3 separate regions of the Sus scrofa genome follow, and all the other regions are linked to region 3. The links are chromatin contacts, called in public Hi-C and HiChIP or PLAC-seq maps. All regions are on one chromosome and are shown on one strand. Each heading gives the region's core, a stretch centred on a gene start, on an enhancer-like site or on the middle of the called end of the contact. The rest is flanking DNA. Distances are from core to core; before and after follow the strand shown. Region 1 holds the start of WBP1 (WW domain-binding protein 1). Region 2 holds the start of DCTN1 (dynactin subunit 1). Region 3 holds the start of DUSP11 (RNA/RNP complex-1-interacting phosphatase).

The links. A called contact is a pair of places that touch in the nucleus more often than the background predicts. HiChIP or PLAC-seq counts read pairs in DNA pulled down with a chosen protein or histone mark.
Region 1: a contact with region 3 is called in a Hi-C map of liver, with 6 times the contacts expected there. The contact joins the promoter of WBP1 here to the promoter of DUSP11 in region 3. A contact is called at or near these places in 2 of 5 promoter capture datasets (fetal liver and liver) and 5 of 47 Hi-C or Micro-C datasets (alveolar macrophages, embryonic fibroblasts, liver and 2 more).
Region 2: a contact with region 3 is called in an H3K27ac HiChIP or PLAC-seq map of alveolar macrophages. The contact joins the promoter of DCTN1 here to the promoter of DUSP11 in region 3. A contact is called at or near these places in 1 of 47 Hi-C or Micro-C datasets (fetal skeletal muscle) and 1 of 2 datasets of contacts at active chromatin or transcription factors (alveolar macrophages).

What each region holds. Positions count from the first base shown.
Region 1 is chr3:68,582,422-68,586,067 of Sscrofa11.1, forward strand. It overlaps WBP1 (WW domain-binding protein 1), which reads right to left and starts at 2,285. Exons shown (of 4, transcript XM_003354758.3): 1 at 1,913-2,285; 2 at 867-969; 3 at 571-747; 4 at 1-400. The coding sequence starts at 1,981. INO80B (INO80 complex subunit B) reads right to left here. Exons shown (of 5, transcript XM_003124991.5): 5 at 2,617-3,235. The coding sequence ends at 2,705.
Region 2 is chr3:68,640,746-68,644,971 of Sscrofa11.1, forward strand. It overlaps DCTN1 (dynactin subunit 1), which reads left to right and starts at 1,817. Exons shown (of 28, transcript XM_021087359.1): 1 at 1,817-2,753. It overlaps LOC100737572 (a long non-coding RNA gene), which reads right to left. Exons shown (of 3, transcript XR_135162.4): 2 at 2,946-3,082; 3 at 1-57.
Region 3 is chr3:69,204,181-69,208,100 of Sscrofa11.1, forward strand. It overlaps DUSP11 (RNA/RNP complex-1-interacting phosphatase), which reads left to right and starts at 1,992. Exons shown (of 8, transcript XM_003125007.6): 1 at 1,992-2,248; 2 at 3,883-3,920. The coding sequence starts at 2,007.

The DNA.
Region 1 (3,646 bases), core at 1,035-3,534, 620 kb before region 3:
AGGGGCGGTGCACAAGGAGACTGTCCCTCCACGTCTGGTGGGGTGGCACCAGCCCTAGCCTCCTCGGCTGGCTCACCTTCACTGGAGTCAGGACAAGGGCAGAGCTCAATACCTGAGTCACCAGTGAGGCGGCGATAGCGGCAGGAGGGGGGTGTGGGGGCAGGGCTCACCCCTGCCCCAGGCTCACCCTCCTGATGAAGGGGGGTACTCTGGTGGGAGGAAACACCTTCCACATTTGTTCCCTCGCGGTGGGCAGGGCAGCTAGAAGCAGAGGAGGAGCAAGTGCATTCACTGGAAGCTGTCGAGGGGCAGCCTGAGGCTGCAGTGTAAGGAGGTGGTGGTGTGCCGGGGCGGTGAACCACATCCTCATAGGCTGGGGGTTTGAAGGCGCTGAGGAGGCCTGCAGGAAAGAATGGCAGATTGGCTGGAGGCAACCAGGGGTGGGATGATGGTCTCTTTCCTATTAGGGAACAGTGTGTCCTGAAATGTTTGAAAAGGGAATGTGGGATGAGTCAGGGTCCTGGCTTGGGAGGGGTCCCTGGAGTGATCCCAGAGCCTCAGGTCACTCACGAAGGTCAAGCAGTGAGCCAGCAGGGGCAGGACCAGCCCCATGGCATGCCCCGTGGTAGGCCAACAAGTTGATCTCACGCTGCCGCTGCTGTTGCTGCAGCCGGAGTTTAGCCCGTCGATGGCGGAAGGCGCAGCAGCAGCTAAAGAGAATGAGGACAGTCCAGAGGAGCCAGAACCCTGCAGGAGGTGAGGAAGGAGAGTCTTAGACACCGCCCATGCAGAGAAGCGTCCTTGAAGGCTGAGGTCCAAAGGCAGGTGGACAGAAGGACCCGAGGAGAGCCCCCTTAGAGACTCACACCAGAGCTCATAGTAGTAGGTGCAGCAGCCGGTCTCCCCGCAGCAGTGACCACTCTCACAGAGGTAGGGCTGGTTGTTCACTCCTGGGCACAGCTCTCGAAGCTGGGAGCAAGGAGGCACTTGGAGCCAAGGGAGATTCCAGCCCAAGGCACTGTCCACCCCCACCCCCTACATATACAAACACAATCCCACCCTGTCAATGGAGTAATCTATGGGGCGGGGGATAGTCAAGTGTCAAATATCTGAAGGGCTGCCAGCATAGAAGAGGATTTGGAATAGCAAGAATCAGTCTAGAGAATAAGCTGCAAGTGGTGGACATTCCGAGGGGTAGATTTCAGCTCTGCACATAGGAGACTTTTTTCATACACACGTCTGACTCCCTGGGGTGTTTGCTGCTAAGGGAGTGTTTTGGTAGAAGTCAGAAGACAGTCTGAGCTATCTTAAAGTCTCAAGACAACGGGTAAAGGGTTTAAGGTAGTTTCCAAAGCTAAAATGTTTTCCTCATTCCCCATAGTCTGCCAGTCTCCACCCCCAAGAGGGATTTTTCCACCCTGGGTCTCAGGCTTCCTAGGGTAGGGGGTGGAGGGCAGTGTGAGACCCAGGACAGGGCTCCCAACCAGAGGGGAATGCTGTGGATGATAAATGATGGCATCCAGGGCGCGAGTCTGGGCTCCAGCTCTTCTCCAAATTGCTCCCTCAAGAGAAGACGCTGCTGGACTCTGTTGTGACAATAGGCACACAGAAAAACATCACAAATAACTGTTGCAAGACAGAGGGAGCTTCCCTGGGGCCTCGCTATGCCCCTGGTCACTGGAGTGCCACTGCAAACTTCCACTGCAGCCAAGAGATGGGGTTTATGAAGCTGCAGGCAAAGTCAACTGCGTCTATGTTAAAGTTTAGACAAAGAGTGGAAGGGGCATATCTGGGAACTTCACAGTACCTTTGTCTCCGTGAGTTCCTCCCCACCCCACAAAAGGAAGGGACAAGGAAACAGGAAAAAGAAATAAATGGCTGTCGCGATAGGTTTTTGGAGCTGTTGGGATACCTGCTGTTGCGGCACTCGAAGTGCCCCCCAGGCCTCCTCGCTTCCGTTCCCGCCGCTGGCACGAGCCATGCCTCCACCTACAGCCCCCTGAAAACCACAGCCTCCTCTACTGCCAGCTGCCCCGCCCCTGCCACCTCTGCTGCCACCGCCATGGTCCCTGCCCGGCCCATCTTCTCTGCCGCCACCATCACTCCCCGACCGGAGATTCCATCCAGCGAGAGCTCTGCCAACTAGCACCTAGGTTGTTCCGTCCTACCAATCCGCGTCACCCTTCGACAGACCAGCCAATGGGAACGATCACAGGCTTATCCCTGTGACCAATCTACAGCAGCGCCTCCGCCACTCTCCCAGACGACAAGCGCTTGCACAGACAAAGAGCGGGGTAAGATTCGACCCATGGCCCTGAGTGACAGCGACGACAGCCAATGTGAACAACAGAACCGGCTTTGAGTTATCAGCCAATGAATGGCCGCCCGGGACAGCAAAGTTCCCGCTGATTGGCTTGAGCTCTATTTTCGGGGTGACGCCAAAACCCTGACCACTCCAGGTAATCCCGCTGGAAGAGGCGGGGTCCCAGCAGCCCACCCGGAGTCTGGCTGCTTAGCGGCTACTGTTCCCTGGAGTCCACGCAGGCTCCGATGGGGGCAAGATGTGTGTACAGGGAATTGGCCTGCCCATACCCCGTTCCCCCAATTCTGTACAAGTCAGGGCACCGGATGAAATTTAATACGGTGAGGAAGACACTGAAAACAGGGGACAGAGAAGGCGCAGAGTCCGAGTTGGGTGAAGGCTTTAAGTAGCCAAAAGTGGGGATCCGGGGCCCTCAGGTCCACCCAGCCGCATCTGCAGGTTGATGCGGTAGCACTGAAGGCTGCAGAGTGCTTGGCCGGTGCGGGAGCAGGCGTAGCGTCGCGGATGGGGGCAACCGGGGACAGAGCATCGAGGAGGAGGGCCAGATGGGGATGGCCGCTGAGACACAGGTGCGGGGGCCGGAACGCCAGGTGGGAAGGAAAGGGTGGAACCCTGTGCCCCGCTACTGTAGCGCACCATGGGGGCCGGGGCTGCAGTCCGCCCTCCCCGCCGCTCGCCCCGCGCAGCCCCTCGGCCTCCTCGCCCGCTGGGCGCCGCAGTCTTGGTGAGGCGCTCAATAGTCTGGTTCTTGTGCTCCTCTGCCCGCCGAGCCGCCTGCAGCCTCCTCTTCCGCGCCCGCTCCTCACGCTTCAGCAGCATCTCCTCTGTGAGAGCTGGGGCCGGGCAGCCCCCAGCCACAGGTAGTGACAGCATTGGGGAAGGCTGGCTCCGAGCCTTCTGCAGCAGAGCTCTCTAGGGAGAGCCAGATGAGAGGATGTCAGAATAGGGGGAAGAGAGGTTTGAGTGGGGCAGAGGCAAGAGGGGACATGGAAAGTGGGTCTTGAGAGCAGTCCCTGAAGAAGGGGTGGCATGAACACCCTCTCCAGGAGCCCTTCATACTGCCTTCTCCCAAGGTCTCCAGACTTTCAGCTTTAGTTCCTTGACTCTACTTGCATTAGTAATGTTACCTGCCTGCCCTGCGTACCAACACTCTGTAATAGCTCTCGGGAGGCTTTTTTGTTGTTGTTTTTAAAAAAATCTTTTTATCTCAGTGAATAGCATCAACTGGATAAATGCTCAACCCTCAAACTCAGGATTAACACTGATTCCTCTCCTTCCCCCAACAAGTGTCTATTTCCTAAACATCTCCAGAATCCATCTGAT
Region 2 (4,226 bases), core at 567-3,066, 560 kb before region 3:
TTGGGGTCCTTGGGGTCCTGTTCAGGTTCCCCATCAGAAGGGGCCTCAGGTTAGCACCTATGAAAAAATACATAAGACAAAGACAATATTAATTTTCTTTGAAGACCACTCAGACTAATTCAGTATAAAAGAAACATCGTGTTTCCTGTTTGCACATCCTGTCCTTTAGAGTCAGTGGGACCCTTTTCATGTGTCTTTCCTGTATCACTACCCGGATTCTACCCAAGTTTCATCCTCACTTGAAAGCTCAGCATATTCATTAATTCATTAAAGGTTGTTAAAGCACTCAGAGGGATGGCTCCAGCTCAAATTGAAAATATATGTTACAAAAGTTTCAAGGCAGATCAATATGTACTAATATAGACAGTCTCCAAGATGTATTGTCCAGTGGAGATAAAAACAAATTCAGCACAGGGGAATTATATTCAATAGGTTGTAATAACCTATAATGGAAAGGAATCTGAAAATTTATTTATCTATATATAGATATATCGAATGTATATATATCTAGATATATCTATATAGAGATAGAGATGTATTGATGTATATCTATATGTCTGAATCACTTTGCTGTATACCAGAAACTAACATAACATTGTAAAGCAACTATATGTCAATTGAACAAACAAGATTTGGAACAGTGTGTATAGAAAGCTGCTCTTTGCATCTAAAATGCTTAAGTTTTTAGAGACTGACTTTGGAACTGCAAACAAAAATCAGATAGCTTTGGGTAGGGATCTTGGGAATAGGATGAATGGGACATGTATTTATGTTTTTAAAAATGTGCTTATTTGTGATAGCCAAAAGCTAGAAGCAACCCAAATGGTCATTGATGGGTGAATGGATAAATAAAATGGTATATTGGTATAAATAAAACATATATATTGGATAAAGAAAACATAGTACTTCAACATGAATTAATTTTGAAGATATAAGCCAGACACAAAAGGACAAATATTGCATGATTTTATTATTATTTTTTTTTTTGGCTGTGCTCACATGACAAAATCCCTGAGCCAGTGATGGAACCCATGCCACAGCAGCAATGCAAAGCCTCTGCAGTGACAATGCCAATCCTTAATGAGCCAGAGAGAAGTGTATGATTCTATTTATATGAGGTACTTATAATAGTCAAATTCGTAGAGACAGAAAGTAGAATGCTTGTTACTGGGGCCTAGGGTTAGGGGAGAAAAGAGAGTTAGTGTTTAATGGATACCGAGTTTCAGTTTGGAAAGATGAGAAAATTCTGGAGATGGATAATGGCGATCGATGGCTGCACGATAATGTAAATGTGCTTAGTGCCCTGAACTGTACACTTAAAATGTAAATTTTATGTTACGGATATTAGCACAATTAACAAAATATATGTATACAGTGAATTTAAAAGCCTTCAAATTTATTTATTTATTTGTTGGCTAGGGCATGTAGAAGTTCCTGGGTCAGGGATGGAACCACCCAGGCCACTGCAGTGACAGCGCTGGATACTTAACCCACTGCACCACAAGGGAACTCCTCAGGTTGTTTTTCAATCTGAGATTAACTGAGATAAACATACATTACACTAGTTAAAATTCAGACTCTATACATGGATTCACAATCTTCCTAATGTAGATTCTATCATTAACATTCTCATTTTATGAAAGAGGAAACAGAGGCTGGGAGGGGTTAAGTAACTAAGCCAAAAATCTCCCGTAGTCAGTAAACCGAAATGGAACCCATTGTCTAGTAAATTCCGGCTCTCCCAACATCCTTGTGCAGACATCTTGGAACACTTGTTCTAGGTTTTTTGTTTTTGTTTTTGTTTTTTTTCCCCCATTGTTAGAAACAGGTGCAGTGGGCCAAAGAATTTGTACCTTTTTTTTTTTTTTCAAGGGGCGCACCCGCGGCAAATTGAAGTTCCCAGGCTAGAGGTCCAACTGGAGCTGTAACAGACAGCCCACGCACGCCACAGCCCAGCCGCAGGAACACAGGATCCGAGCCCCTGCTGCTACCCACACCACAGCTCAGGGCAGTGAGGGATCCCCAACCCACTGAGCGAGGCCAGGGATCCAGCCCTCATCCTCAAGGCTACTAGTCAGGTTTGTTACCGCGGAGCCACCAAGGGAACTCCCGAGGACTTTATACTTTCTAACGTTTTCTTTCTTTAAATTAAAAAAAAAAAGCCAAAATTCTATTATGTACATTTGCATTATTTTATATTTTCATCATAAGGTCTTAGAATGCCTGAATCCCCATATGATGGATAATACTGAACAACAGCAAAATTTATTCTCTCCCGCAACTACTTGGCGAAATACGGTTTATCGATACTGTTTTCGTTAGCGGCTTCGCACTCAAGAGAGCAGCGACCCTCTGGGGAACACACATGCTCAACGCAAAGGAGTCCTTTGCCTCCCCTCTGCCGGGAGAGGGCGCTGGCCGCCGCTGGCCTCTCTCCTGTGGTCCTAATCGCCTTCCCACGCGCAGTGCGCACGCGCCTATTTCTCTCCAGGTGTCCAGCTTTGTGCCTGATCGAAGTCTCCTCGGCCGCGCTCAGCGCGCTGTTTTTAAATGCGGGTGGTCTTCGGGGAAGAGTAACGTGTTCCCCCGACCCAGAACGCCTCAGGGCCTCAGCGGCGAGGGGGACTGGGGTGCGCCCGCAGGGATCGGGCGGCGCTGCGGGCAGCCGATGCGGGATAGGCGGGCCCAGCTAGGGCTTGGGCGTCGGTCGCCGGTGGGGCCCGGAGCCGGGCGCGGAGCCCCTGACAGGACAGGTACGGAGGCGGCGACCCTGGGAACCGCCTCCTCCCCCACGGTGTTGGCGAGGCTCTTGGCGGTGCTCTGGGGCCTCGGCGCTCGCCTAGGGCACAGTCGGGAGCCCAGTGTGCGGGGCGGGGGACGGCGGGGGTGGGCCGGGGCCGGGGGTGGGGTGGGTGCTCACTCGGGTTTGGGCCGGTCCGACCCACCTGAGCTCTTCAGCCTGGCGGTATTCTCCCGGGGTCCGAGTGATTGCGCCTCCGAATTCCTCCAGAACTGTAAGGGTTCACCTCCTTTCCTGGGAGCGCCCGAGGCACCCCTGAACCCATTCGGAGCTACAGGTTTCCTGAGGGGCACACGGTTGAGAAGTTGTGTTAAACAGAAAGAAAAAAAAAAAAAATAGAGGCCCCAAGCATGGGGGTCTGGACATGCGTTTGGTGTGTCTGTGTCTCTCATTTCTGGGGCCCGCCCTAACTGGCAGGATGACCCTAGAACAGTCATCTTGCGCATCCCCACGGCTAAATCATGCAGATGAGAAACTCCGCTGTTTTTAAAGAGGCAATGGCTTAGAAACTTACTCTCATTTATTACACTGAGGAGAGCAGCAAGCCTGTCTTGACCACATACTGTTCCTTAAGGTACTGAGAGTCAGGACTCTATGAGGTGGAGATTGGCGTTACCTGGTGTACTGCTAAAGCCCAAGCCACCCTGGATGTTAACGATTGTAGCTAGCGATAACTTTTTGTTCTAAAAGGCATTTTGTGGTCAGAGATGTTTAGTTTTCTCTACTAGAGAGTATTTCAGAGCTTTCAATATGCTAATGATATTTTCCACGAATTTCCCACTGAGAGTATAGTCTGGAGAGTTTCCCAAATTTGAATGGAAAAGGCTGTTATTCTTGGGGGTTGCCTCTGTTTAACATATGCAGCAGTTTGGGAAATGGAGTTTTGGAATCAGAAACTCAAGGTTTGGAAGGGGCAGTGTAGGTCAGTGCCTTTTGAATTTTAATGGTATATGCATTGGTTGGTTCTACATTTTTAACAAATTCCCAGGTGATGCTGACACTGTTCTTCCATAGACCGCACACTTTGAGTGGCAGGGGTATAGATCACTGGATTGATAGACACGGAGCTCTGATCCCTGCTTTCCAGAACAAGCTGTGCTGCCTTGAATGATCACGTCCCCTGTCAAGGCCTATAAAGTAGGAGGCTAGCCTAGAAGATCTCTAAGGTTCCTCTCAGATCTAAAATGTGATTCCAGTCCAGTTACTCTTGTGAGAGTTGAACACCATCTAAAATATCCTTGGGCGTTCCCGTCATGGCGCAGCGAAAACGAATCCGACTAGGAACCATGAGGTTGCTGGTTCAATCCCTGGCCTCGCTCAGTGGGTTAAGGATCTGGCGTTGCTGTGACTGGCATAGGCTGGCAGCTGTAGCTCCGATTAGACCCCTAGCCTGGGAACCTCTATATGCCGTGCATGCGGCCCTCAA
Region 3 (3,920 bases), core at 742-3,241:
GTCTGATAGATTTATATCACATCTTGTACATTGACATCGTGTCTATAGATATTTGTATCATTTGTACTTTTTGGACAGTACATGCCTATTGGATTTTTTTTTCATAAATTGCAAAAGAATATTTTAATTTGAACATGCCTACTTGCGAGTTTGCAAACTATGTTGTGCTAACATATCTTTTCTTTTTCCAAATAGCACTTTGCTAACATTGACCTGTTTGTAATTATGTGGAAGCTTTCATAATTGTAAATGTTGTGGATTTAAACTTTAAAAAAAATTTTTTTTGGCCATGCCCTCAGCATATGGAGTTCCTGGGCCTGGGGTCGAACCTGCGCCTTAGCAGCGACCTGACCCACTACAGTGACAATGCCGCATTCTTAAACCACTGAATCACAAAGGAACTCCACATGTTTTTTGTTTTGTTTTTTTTTAATCTAATGTAAGATAGGTTATCCTTTGCTGTTCCACTGGGGCAGAATTCATAGTTTTTCTAAGAGATCCCTTTTAACAGATCCCTATGCCTGATATTGTGAGGAAATCTTATGCTTGAGCTCTATTCTTATCTCTCTCTCGTATTTTTTGGTATTTCTAAAACATAAATACGTACTGTCAACATCCAGCGTGATACCAGGCACATGACAGAAACTCAATAAATGAGTGGGAATTTAAGTTGATACCATATAAATACACAGACACACACACACATATATGGCCACACTGGTGGCATATTTATGTGTGTGTGTATATGTGTGCATGTGTGTATATACATACACATACACATATATATATGGAAGTTCCTGATCCAGGGATTGAATCTGAACCGCATCTATGACCTATACTGCAGCTGCAGCAGTGCCAGATCCTTGTAACCCACTGTGCTGGGCTGGGGGTCTAACCCATGCCTCTGCATCAACCGGAGCCACTGCAGTCAGATTCTTAACACACTGCACTACAGCAGGAATTCCCAATACAATATTTTTGGAGATTAATTAGGCATTATCTTTCAAAAAAATTTTTTTTGTCTTTTTAGGGCTATGCCCTCAGCATATGGAAATTCCCAGGCCACAACCACAGCCACAGCCACACCAGATTGGAGCTACATCCTTGACCTATGCCACAGCTTGGGGCAATGCCAGATCCGTAACCCACTGAGTGAGGCCAGGGATCAAACCCACATCCTCATGGATATTAATAGGGTTTTTAACCCGCTGAGCCACAACAGGAACGCCTCTTTCAAAATTTTACATTTGTATTTCCTTCATTCCAGCAATTCTACTTCTAGAAATATAGATATAGATGTATACATGTATTAGGATGTTCACATTGCAGCCCATCTGCAGGATATTATTTTTTATTATTATTATTTTTTAAACCGAAAACTGTAAGTCCATCAATATTGGACTAGTTATATAGAGTATGGAATATTATGCACCATTAAAAGGAATAGAATGAGGAGTTCCTGCTGTGGCACAATAGGATCAGTGGCATTGGAGCACTAGGGTGCAGGTTGGTTCCCCTGCCCACCACAGTGGGTTAAGGGTCCGGCATTGCTGCAGCTGTAGCTTAGGTCGAATCTATGGCTGAGAGCTGATCCCTGGCCCAGGAACTCCATATGCTGAGGGTCGGCCAAAAAAGAAAAATGAAAGAATGGAATGAATGTATAAATAAATTGGGGAAATCAGTATCCAAGCTAGACTGCAGAATATGTATAGTATGCTGCTTTTATTTAAAATATAGGATATACATTATGTACAAATACTTATATACAAGGTACAACAAATGTGACTGTAACGTTTGTAAAATATGTTAGCACTACACAAGAAACTGGGATTGTGAGACAGCTTTCCAGGTCCTGCACTATTGTACTTCTGAGGGTACACACAAACTAACAGACCTGTGCTACCAGCCGCCCGCTAAAGAGGGCACTGCAGCCAGCAGAGTCTTGTTTACTAATCAAGTTTCTTAGTCGGCCGGCGTGGTGACGTCATCTCGACGAGCAGTGGCGCATGCGCAACAGCAAGGCGATCGGGGCGCGGCGAGGGTTGCTGCTTAGGCGCTTCCGGTTCCGGATCGAGTCTAGCTTTGGGTGCGCCGGCCTGGCGAGTTTAGCATTTTTGGCCTTCTGTGGGCGTCTTCTTGGGGGCTACATGAGCCACTGTCATCATGCTCACAGACGCTGGAGCCAGAGTTGGGTCTACTCTGGTCATTCCTCCGCCAAGAAGAAAGGTGGAAACCACATCCCGGAAAGGTAATATGCCTTGGCTCCTGGGCCTGGGCTTCAGGTCTGCGCTCTCTGCTTGTCACTGTGGCTTCCGAGCGCTTGCCCCGCCCGACTTGTGCTACGGGGCATTCATCCTCTCGCTTCGCCGTACGTAGTAGCTGGAAGGGACGGTCTGATGTTTTCATTTCTTCCCGTTGTTTTAAAAGCGAGGCTCTGGCCATTGCTTCTCGGGTAAAATGCAGAGAGACTGCTTTTTAAGATGGAAGCGGCAGTGTTGGGATTTCCTCTTAATTACTGAAATGGAGTCTCCTTCAATTCCTCAAGTTGTGCTACAGAAAATGTAATAATTGAATTTGAGTGAAAAAACCCAGCAGCGCCGCCGAGTTTTCCATCGAAAAAGTTGCTTTGTGTGGTTTCTGTTGCTTCTTAACCGGTGACATTTGGAAGATCTACCTCTGTACGTTCAAATGATTAATTTGGAGACATTGCTCATGCGCAGTAAACTCGTTTATTCCTTGAGATTTTCCTTTTTTCCTCTCTTACCACATTAAGTTCGCTTCAGTTTATCTCTTGAATTTCTTTTGAAACTGTCACCTCTCCATTAGCGTTCTAATACTGAACTTGGCTACCTGTTGCAATTAGGTCCCTACGAGTGTCTGTATATCTACTCTTGTTTCCTTTCAATCCATTCTTCACACAAGAAATATTTTTAAGACACAAAGTTGGAATATTGCTCATAAACATCTCTCAAAAGCATTTTTCCCCCCAAAGCATTGTTTTAAGAATAAAAAACAAACCCTTGACCTCTAAGACCCTGCATGGTATAGAATCTTCTCTGCTTCTAGACCCCCGTCTTTGCTACTTTTGCCTTCACTTTCTATGCTTCAGATACTCTGAATTAACCTTAGTTCAAACTCATCCTACACAAGTCAGTTCACATATTACTTTTCACTGTGATTCCTAACTTTAAGTGAAGTTCACAGTCCTTTTATCACCAGGTTTTCTTTTATATTTTAATTTTTTAAAATGAGAGTTGCAACATTTATGTCACGTCTCTCTCTCTTTTTCTTTTTTTTGCCACACTTGCAGCATGTGGAAGTTCCCCAGCCAGGGATCGAACCTGCACTACAGCAGCAACCCACAGTGGTGAAAATGCAGTGGTGAAAATGCAGGAGCCTTAACCCGCTGAGCTACCAGAGGACTCACATAAGGTTTTCTTTTAAAATATGAATTTGAAGTTCCGTACTGATTGAGTTTGATGGCATCAGTTGTATGAGGACTGAAAAGAAACCGTGAAGTCAAAGAATTGAATTTTAACTATCTCAGTCAACATTTGAGTAGTAATGATACCTTAGTATTGAAGACCGGCCTAGGTTTTATCAGGTAGACAGAAGTTCCGACCATCTCTGGTGTTAGATATACCTTATTTGTTGAGATCTTTGCACTGTTTAATTGCCTTTTATCTGTTTTTGAGCTGGGGAAACAGGAGGAAGGCAAGTATAGGTTCTTACTAGATGGGGTTGAATAATTGGAGCAGCAAAATGCCAACAGAAGGAGGGGACCTCCTGTAGAGGGCTGTGATTTCCATTTACAAGGAGCCTTCATCCTATGCAGAGAGACAGGCTAACATAAAATTTGCCTAATGAAAAATGTGTTAATAGGTGGAAAGACTATCTCCCAGTTGGACAGCGGATGCCTG